2 separate regions of the Arachis hypogaea genome follow, and region 2 is linked to region 1. The links are chromatin contacts, called in public Hi-C maps. All regions are on one chromosome and are shown on one strand. The core of a region is the stretch at or near the end of the contact, and the rest is flanking DNA. Distances in the headings are between cores, read along the strand shown.

Region 1 (4,984 bases), core at 801-3,300:
TCAAATAATGATAACACACTTATCAACCTGCGAGACAAATTTCTCAGTGGTGTGACAATCACAGCAAATTCCGGAGACCACTACCAGTAATCACCACAAGAACATAATCCATCTGAAAAGTGATGAAATCGCTTTGAATCTCGAATAATGATAACACGCTTCTCAATCTGAGAGACAAATTTCACAGTGGTATGACAATCACGGCAAATTCTAAGGTTCTTTATTATAACTAGTGGCTTATCAGCGTTAGTAACCAAAAGTCCATATGCAAGAGCTATCTTCTCACTGTGCTTGTTGACCATATTTATTTTGACCTCCTCATCAACATCATGGAGAATGGATTCAGTTTCAGACACAAAGCCAACCTCTTGAATTTTTCTTATAAGTTCTTCAAGCTTCTTATGTATTTTGTCTGAATCAGGGTGAGAATAGTCATCCACCATAAACCGGTGGATTTTATTCCCATGCTCGATAAAGCTGCATCCAGGGTTTTTAGTTAGAACATTTCTCTTCATCAAGGTCCTCAGTTTTGACGCTTCACTCCATAGGCCTGAAGCAGAATATATGTTGGAAAGCATAATATAGTTTCTAGGGTCATACGGATCTAAGGCAATCAAATTCTCTGCAGCTTCCTTCCCAAGATCAATGTTACCATAAACACGACAAGCACTGAGAAGGGCACCCCAGACTGCAGAATTTGGTTGTAATGGCATGTGCATAATCAGGTTACGAGCATCACTAAGAAGACCACAGCGCCCAAGAAGATCAACCATACATGAATAGTGATCCAATCGGGGTTGAACCCCATAAACATCAGACATAATTCGGAAATAGTATTTTCCTTCCTTGACAAGCCCTGAATGGCTACAAGCACTTAACAAATGAGTAAAAGTAACATGATCAGGCTTCATACCTGCCATTACAGTCCTTTCAAAGAACTCTATTGCTTCTTTCCCACACCCATGGATGGCATAGCCTGCAATCATTGCAGACCATGCCACTTTATCAGGTTTAGATATCTCAGCATAGACCTTTCTAGAAGCATCCAATCTCCCTAACTTTGAATACAAGTTCAAAAGTGTGGTAACAATTGTCACATTTGAATCAAGACCGCAGGTGAAGATTACACTGTGTAAGGCCTCTATCAACATTCCTAAAGGCAAAAATTCACAGGCTTGAAGCAAACTCACCATTGTGGCCTCATCAGGAAAAAATCCATTCATCCTCATCATATTAAAATAGTTAATAGCTTCAATGGGGATTCCATTTTGGGTGCAGGAAGCAACGACCGAATTCCACGATATCATATTTGGCTCTGACATAGCCTGAAACAACCTGAAAGCACAGTCAACGCAACCAAACTTTCCATACATATTAATAAGAGAATTAGCAACCTTCACCTCAGCCAGCATACCCAACTTCAATGCACAACAATGAAGATACTGACCTTCATCCCTAGCCTGAGCAGAAGCACAAACCGAGATAATAGATAGTAGTGTAAGCTCATTCAATTCCAATCCATACTCAGATTTTATCATGGAAAACAAACTGATGCACCTGCCAAGGTGGCCCATTTTCGAAAACCCAGAAACCAAGGAGTTCCACGACACAAAATCCTTGTTGGCCATTTCGTCGAACAGCTTCTCTGCGTCATGGATCAAGCCCATGTTGAGGTAACTTGATACCAGTTGATCACCGATAAACCCATCTCTGAAATTCAGCGATTTGATTACACGGGCATGGATGACCCTGCAGCAAGAGACAGAGGATGAACATTTCAGAGCATCGAGTAAGAAAGTAACAAGAGGGTCACGATATGAAGAAATGGAACGGCATGGTAAAGAGGCTTGGGAGAGGAAGTAACAGCGGGAAGTAAAGGAATGCAAGTGAGGCAGGAGTGCTAGTTTGAACAATAGAGGCTTTGGTTGATGTGCAGACAGAAACATGCGAGCCACGATTTTCGCGTGGAACCACATTCAATCGTTCATCATTCATTTTACAATTTTTAAGAGTAAACCATTAGGTGTGTTTGTTTTGGCATTTGAGGGTTGAAGAGCACGTTCAAATTTGTTTAATAAATATGGAAAGTAAGAGGGTTTGTAAAAGATATTATTTTAAATAATATTTTTTTTAAAGATCTCTTATAAAAATAAAAGTGATTTTATATTTGAATATCTCATATAACAGAATTTTTTTATATATTAATTATAGGATTTGTTTAGGTGACTAAGAAAAGATTTTTTATAAAAAAGTAAAAGTAATTTTATGTTTGTATAAAATAAGATAAAAATATTTTTTTGTTCATTTATTATGTGAAAAATATTTTTTTTAAAGAAAAAATATCTTTTAAAAAAAGATATAAATTGTAAATTCTCGAAAAAGATTTTTTTTTTTTTTAGTACTTTTACTATTAAAAATTTGTTAAACATACTAAAAAATAAAAAATATCTTTTTTCATTGAAAAAAGAGTTTTTTTTTTTTATTGATTTAATAGCACCCAAACAAGCACTAAGAGCTTGTTTGAGTGAACTTCTAAGAAAATATCCTTTTTTTTAAGTTATCTTTTTTAAAAAGATCTTATGAAAAAGTAAAAGTAATTTTATATTTGGATATCTCATACAAAAAGATCTTTTTATCTATCAATTATATTTGGGTATAACAATATAAAAATACTTTTTTGTTTATTTATTACATGAAAAACATATTTTTTTTAAGAGAAAAAGATTTTTTAAAAAAAGATGTAAATTATAGCTTCTCAAAAAAGATGTTTTTTTTATTTTTCTAGTGATTTTACTTTTACTACTAGAAATTTGCCAAACACGCTAAAAAATAAAAAAAATATTTTTTATTAAAAAAAATATTTTTTATTAAAAAAAATATTTTTTTTATCAAAATAATGGCGCCAAAACAAGTACTAAGTCTTTTTGTAATTAAGTCCAATTAAATTAGTGCAAAGTTTGGCAAAAAAAACAATACATGCATATATCATTATTTTATTTTTTCTGCGCTTTCTGGTATACAAATTTTCGAAGTATCACATACAAAATTTTGCATATAGCACAAATTTATCGACATAGCACATAAATTTTTACATATAGCACACATATTTTTACATATAATACACAAATCTTTGTATATAGCAAAAATTTTTTATATAAATATATTTTGTTAGTTAGGTGAGTTAATATTTTAGGTATGTAATCCTCCAAAAATTCTATGTTACACAAAAAATTTTATGCAATGCAACAAGATTTTTGTGTTGTACACCAAAATTTATGTGTTGTACGTATTTCATTGGTTGGCTATCAAAACATATGGTCTTTAAAAATATTTTGTGCTGTATACTAAAATTTGTGGGCTATGCACCAAATTTATGTTTGTGCATCAAAATTTTTGTACTCTAATTTTTTGAACATTTATACAAGGATCACTTTTGTATATGAATTTTTTACATTTTCTATTCTGAAAAAAAGATTGCTTGCCATGTAATGTAGAGTCAGCTGATGCATGATATAAAAGGTCTTGGATTTTGAAGTTAGGTTGTTAATTGTTTGAATTATATTTGTAGATGGGTGATTTGATAACCATCATGTATCATCATTTAAGCAGCTTTATTACAAAGAATGATGGTAATGTAGTTTACAAAAGGGACAACACGGATGAATTAACGATGAAGATAGATTGAATGTATTTTCACTGAAAAATTACTACATAGAGCTCAGTTATGCTGACAATGTTAAATGTTGGTGGCTTGTTCCTGGTAGACCTTTAAAGAGTGGATTGAGAGCACTTTCACATGATAAGGAATTGTTAGAGATATGCTATCTTGCAAGAATGAACTAAGGAAGAGTCCACTTATATTTTAAGCATGGAGTTTTCTAACCTCATGATGATGAAGTACCTCAGTTAATAGAGCTTACTTTCATTGCTCCTGAAGAAGACAAGGATGCACTAGTCACCACACCTAATCCAATAGGAAGCCCAAATGATGTCTCAGTTACGAAGCCCACTAAAGAATTACCAACCCAGGCCCAATCCAAAGCACTAGACCAGGCTTAAGGAGAACTACTGGCCCAAGCCAAACTCGAATCACTAATCCAGGCCCAACTTAATCCACCAACCAATATCAAGTTATCTAAACCCAAGTCCATCTCAACCAAATCCACCACCACTAACATCAAATCTAATAATTGTAATTCGATGTGTTTTGAAATTGTTTTGTAATTGTTTTGTGGCTGAAGTTTGTGTCAGTGATTATTTATATTTTTTGTAATGTCTTGTATAGAGTTGTATTTTAGAACATTTTAAATAGTCCTTTTTGTTTTGAGTCTGTAATAATGATACTCTAGACATTATTTTTTGTTTATCATGTCTTAAAATATTCATTATCATGATTATAATTGACCTATAAAATCAGATTTAAGATTTATTATTATAATTTATTATATGTTTATCCCTTTTTTAGCAACTGTAATATTAATGTTTTGATTGGATGCAAGAAGTTGGTTAAACTTCCTAGCTGTATAAGCCTTTCTGTTAATGCATCGTACAATCAACATTCAGTTCTATTCTTCATGAAATGATCATTTTATATTTTTCAATTCTTTCTGTTTTTGTATTTGAACAATGTCAACTTTAATTATTTGATGCCTTTTTTCTAATTCTCTCTTGTGTAAGTATTATTATAATTTAGAATCAAGGTTTATTTTGCAATTTAGAGATTTAGTATATATATGACAAGTTGATTCATTAGTTTTATTTGCATATTTGTAAAATATTTAATTAGTCTTTTGTTTATCTTTGTGTTTACCATTTTATTTTACAGATTTAGTCACAAATTCTAATTTATAGAATTGTACATATTTGTAATATCTTCAGTGAAATTGTAGGTATAGTCACAGTTTACAATTTACAAAGCAGATTTCTATTAAAAAATATGATTATAAGGATATTAATTAAATTTTATTCATCACTTTCTTACACT
Region 2 (4,787 bases), core at 1,804-4,303, 210 kb before region 1:
ATCACATAAAAATTATTTATTATTATTATTATTATTATTATTATTATTATTATTATTATTATTATAGATAATATATGATATGACCATGACTATTTAAGATTTTATAATTTATTTAATGTTTGGATCCTGAATCCAATCGCTCAGAGAAAGTAATAAGACACTCACAGATAGAATGTTACATAATTTAAAATATAAAATCCTTATATAATTGATCAGCCAAGCCAAACCAACCTTTTAACAAGTTATGGGTTAGCAGCTTTGATTGTTATAATAGCAGAAACACGTGTCTCAAAATTAGTATACCAAAAAAAAAATCTGTATATTAGCTCTGTACCGTAGTGTTACCCAAACTTATATTATGAATGTGACATAATGCTCGACTTTTCATAATAATTTTGCAACAATTTAAATTGGATTAGGACCTATTAGGATCTCATCTTTAAATTCAAGTCATAATCAAATTTGTAGTCTTCTTCAAAATCAATTACACTATTTAACTACCCTCACTGATTTTAAACTTCAACATACAAATATAAACTATATTTGTATTTTGTCTAAATAACCAAATATGAAATGCATCTATATATAACAAGAGAAGCAGAACTTACTTTATAGTTCTCAAAGTTGTCCAAACAAAACAGAAAACTTAAAATATTAAGAAATAAAAATGCATTCACCTAGAAATAAAAGTTCTATCATTAGAAGTGTGTGAATTGTGCTCCAGAAAAAATAATCTAGATACTGGCATACACTGCACATTGCCAACGTCTGAAACTAGAAAACTCAAAACTCCACTGCAGGTAAACTAAAAACTATTGGAATTTAAAAAAGGCTTGTGATCAAAGAAATAAAAGTAAATAATTTTCTCATTACCTCAGCTGAGAAAATTGTTTCAGTCATGCAATTCCAGAAAGATTTACCAAATCTAGGTCAATAAAATAGGAATACCAGAAAGTGCCACTACCAAGTTCATTCAGAGTGAGTTAGTGAAGCTTTGTCAATATTTAAAACAAAAAGGTACAACGCTTTAGAGCTCCATTTATATATGCCACTTTGAACTTTACTTTTTATCCAACGAGGATAAATGGTGGACCTAGTAATACAGATACGAATATACTATAATTTATTCTTGGTATCATGTTGGGGTAAATTATTGCAAGAAATTGCAGCTCAACTTCATGCTATAATAGTAGATTGCTATACCTTAATAGGGATGCTCCTTGCCAACAGCCAATTATTCAATTATTTTCACAATATTTATTTCTCCAACAAATAAAAAAAATGCTAAGAATAATGAACCCTTAATTCCTTTACAAAATATATACATATATACCTACTAAGATAAAATACGCCATAAGGCACACTGCATCTGAGAAATTCTTTCTCAAGCATATTGTGTGTCCCAGGCTAATGTATTTCGCAAAATCAATCACTTATTATGAACTCTAATAAATAAAAAGAAAGTACTTTTTGGACATAGGGCTGGAGGTATTTGCCTGTTTTCTTTCATTTTTTTAACTATAATTGCATACCAAGACCATCAGAATTGAATATGGATGTCAAATGGCCGACCGATAAATTAACACTACTTTCATTCATATCCAAATTATCATTAATCAAATTGTTAAATCGCCAATCCACCACAGCATATCGCAAAAAACAAAGGAAAAAGAACACAAATTATCAGAGCACAAGCATAAATCAACCCAAAACAAGTCAGAAACAAATGATCACCCACTCAAAAGAACAAAGCCCAAGCAATTAGATGACAATTCATGCATTTTATTGTTTTTCTGTTGGTTGTAATTCATACCATCTTCTAGAATAAATCAGTTTGATGAGTCGCCAACTCTGTTGCATATGAATCATTTTTTGTAGATTTGGAAGATTTCATGATTAGCTGAGCTGTGCATATTTATAGTGTAAGAACACATGTATATACATTGGACAAACTTATTCAGATAACAAGAAAGAAATATACAATCAATTTTACTTCAGCTTCTTTCCTATTTCTATTCTTCATCCTCTGATTTAATATGGTACCAGAGCTCAACAAAGAGCTCTGTTGACACCCACCATTTCTTATGGCCAAAACTTCAAATCCAAAATAAGCAATCTTCTTGTGAGAACCCCACCTCTATTCTTGTGACTCCAGTTCTAACAGAGAACAACTACCATTCTTAGAGCCATTATTTTTCCATGGCTGTCATATCTAGAACAAAATTAGTTTTTTTACCAGTTCTATTACTCTCCGATCTCCAGATGAAATCCTGTTTTCAATTTGGGAAAGATGCAACAACCTTGTTCTTTCATGACTTTTGCACTCCTTTCTCCCTCGATCACCTAGAGTTTTATCTTCTGCCCTCCGACGTCTGATCGGACTTCCGAGAACGCTTCTCAGAGTCCAATCTCCTCATAATTGCAGAACTTCAAGAAGAAGTCTACGCTCTGAAACAGAAAACTCTTTCCATCACTGAGTTTTACCATCTTTGAAGTCTCTTTGGGAAGAATTGGGAAGAATTGGAGAACTCAAAACCTCTACCTGCTTGCATTTGTCCAGCCAAAACAACAGATCCCAAGATTTATCATCAGATTTCTTAAGGGCCTTGATGAGCTTTTTTGGTGGTTTGCTCTCAAATCCTTTTACTCGATCCTCTTCCTCCAGTCAACAGAGTCTTTGCCCTTGTCATATTCAGCATGAACGACAACTGCAGTTGGCCTCGGGGCTACTCAACGAGCAGCTCACACTCACCGCCGCCGTCGATACTCGCCATGCCTCCATGGGACGCGGTTGAGGCTCTCCTTCCTCTGGTTCGAGTCGTGGCAGCACCTCTTCCCCCAAAGTGTGCACTCATTGTGGCCGAACCGGACACATGGTGGAGGTACGTTATGGAAAGCATGCTACCCACATGGACATCCGCGCTTTCCTGGTCGTCCTCGTCAACTTGGTCGCGGCAGTGGCTTTGTCAACAACGCAATCTCTGCACCACTCTCTCGTGCCCTAGTGAATGAAGAAAGGGCACCACTGAAGGCTTCAACAGAATCGCAATTGGGCCTCACTCCAGCCCAGCATAGCTCCCTCTTAGCTCTCCTTAAACAGGCTAAGACTCAAGACTTAGCTTGCAATGATAACTCTAAAGTTTCCACTTCTTATCAAACTGGGCTTCTTCTTAGCCTAAGTTTGGGGTACACACTTACTTTCTTCTTCATATTCCTTTTCTGTTTTGAATAATGCTTCATCTAATTTCAATTTTAATGGTGCTCGAGTCATTGATTCAGGAGCCACTGATCACATTACTTCTAATTTATCATGGTTTTCATCATATTATCCTATTAAACTTATCATTGTTTACATGCCTAATGATTCACATGTTATTGCTCATTACAAAGGGGTGGTCAAATTTTCTTCTTCATTAATTATTCATGATGTTCTTTAACTACCACATTTTAATTTTAATTTAATTTTTATTTCTAAATTACAAACAAACTTCATTGTGATTATAAATCAACCTAAAACAAGTCAGAAACAAATGATCAGCCCACTCAAAAGAACAAAGCCCAAGCAACCAAATGATAATCCATACATTTTATTGCTTTTCTGATTGTTGTATTTCATACCAGCTTCTAGAATAGATCAGTTTAATGAGTCGCCAATTCTATTAGCATATGATTTTTTTTTGTTGGTAGAATTGGAAGATTTCATGATGATTCGCTGAGCTATCAGCTATGCATATGATAGTGTAGGCGCATATGTATATATATTGTACAAACTTATTCAAATAACAAGCACGAAATATACAATCAATTTTACTTCAGCTTCTTCTTCCTATCTCTATTCTTCATCCTCTGTTTTACAAATCAAAGGAACAACAATAATTGCAATTTGCAACCATTGCATACTGAACTCTAAATTTAAAATTAAAATAAAAAACTGGTTTCACTTAACTAAATTGAAACTGAACTAAAACTGTTTTAAATAAACCAACTTTTTTAAATAAAAAACTGAACTGAAACCATAATTTTTATGAAAACTAGTTTATTAAAAATCAGTTTTTATGGTTCAGTTTAGTTTTAAACCAAATTAAAACTGGTTTTATTTAAATTCTAAAATTAGTTTTTACATATTCTTTCTCTCTCTCCCTTCACTTTCTCTCTCCCCTTCCTCTCTCTCTCCTCTTTCTCCCCTCTCTCCCTTCTCTCTTCTCTTTCTCCCACCTCTCCCTCTTCTCTCTCTCTTTCTCCTTTATTCTCTCTCTCTCTCTCTCTCCCCTCTTTGTCTCCCTCCTTTCTCTCTCTCTCTCTCCATCTCTCTTCCTCTCTCTCCCTTCTCTCTCTCCGTCTCTCTTCCTCTCTCTCCGTCTCTCTCCCCCTTCTCTCTCTCTTTTCCCCTCTCTCTCCGTCTCTCTTTTTCTCTCCTCTTTTTTCCTCTCCTCTCTCTCTCCTCTCCCTCCTCTCTCTCCCCTTCCCATCTCTCTTCGTCTTTCTCTCTCTCTCTCTCTCCCTTCTCTCTCTCCTTTTCCTCTCTCTATCTCTCCCTCTCCTTTCCCGTCTCTCTTCCTCTCTTTCTCTCTCTCCTCCTCTTTCTCCCTCCCCCCTCTCTCTCTCTTCTCCTTTCTCTCTCTCTCTCTCTCTCTCTCTCTCTCTCCTCCCTTCTCTCTTCTTCTTCTCTCTCTCTCTCTCCCCCTCCTTTTCCTCGCTCTCCCATTTTCTTTCTCTCTCTCTCTCCCCCCTCTTTCTTCCTCTCTCTCTCTCTCTCTCTCTCCTTCTTCTCTTTATTCCCCTCCTCT

The links. Hi-C and Micro-C count contacts between places; a contact is called where the count stands out from the background.
Region 2: a Hi-C map of an unstated tissue shows a contact between it and region 1, with 4 times the contacts expected there. The contact joins the enhancer-like site here to the promoter of LOC112771292 in region 1. A contact is called at or near these places in 2 of 8 Hi-C or Micro-C datasets (leaf and an unstated tissue).

The regions. Positions count from the first base shown.
Region 1 is chr18:112,008,433-112,013,416 of arahy.Tifrunner.gnm2.J5K5, reverse strand. LOC112771292 (pentatricopeptide repeat-containing protein At5g40410, mitochondrial) reads right to left here and starts at 2,050. Exons shown (of 4, transcript XM_072226255.1): 1 at 1-2,050. The coding sequence starts at 1,976. The coding sequence ends at 81.
Region 2 is chr18:112,223,432-112,228,218 of arahy.Tifrunner.gnm2.J5K5, reverse strand. No RefSeq gene overlaps it. Among protein-coding and RNA genes, the nearest start is that of LOC140181420, 26 kb to the right of the region's middle. Within about 2 kb of position 3,053, at least 3 of the 3 cell types and tissues checked have open chromatin away from gene starts, as enhancers often do.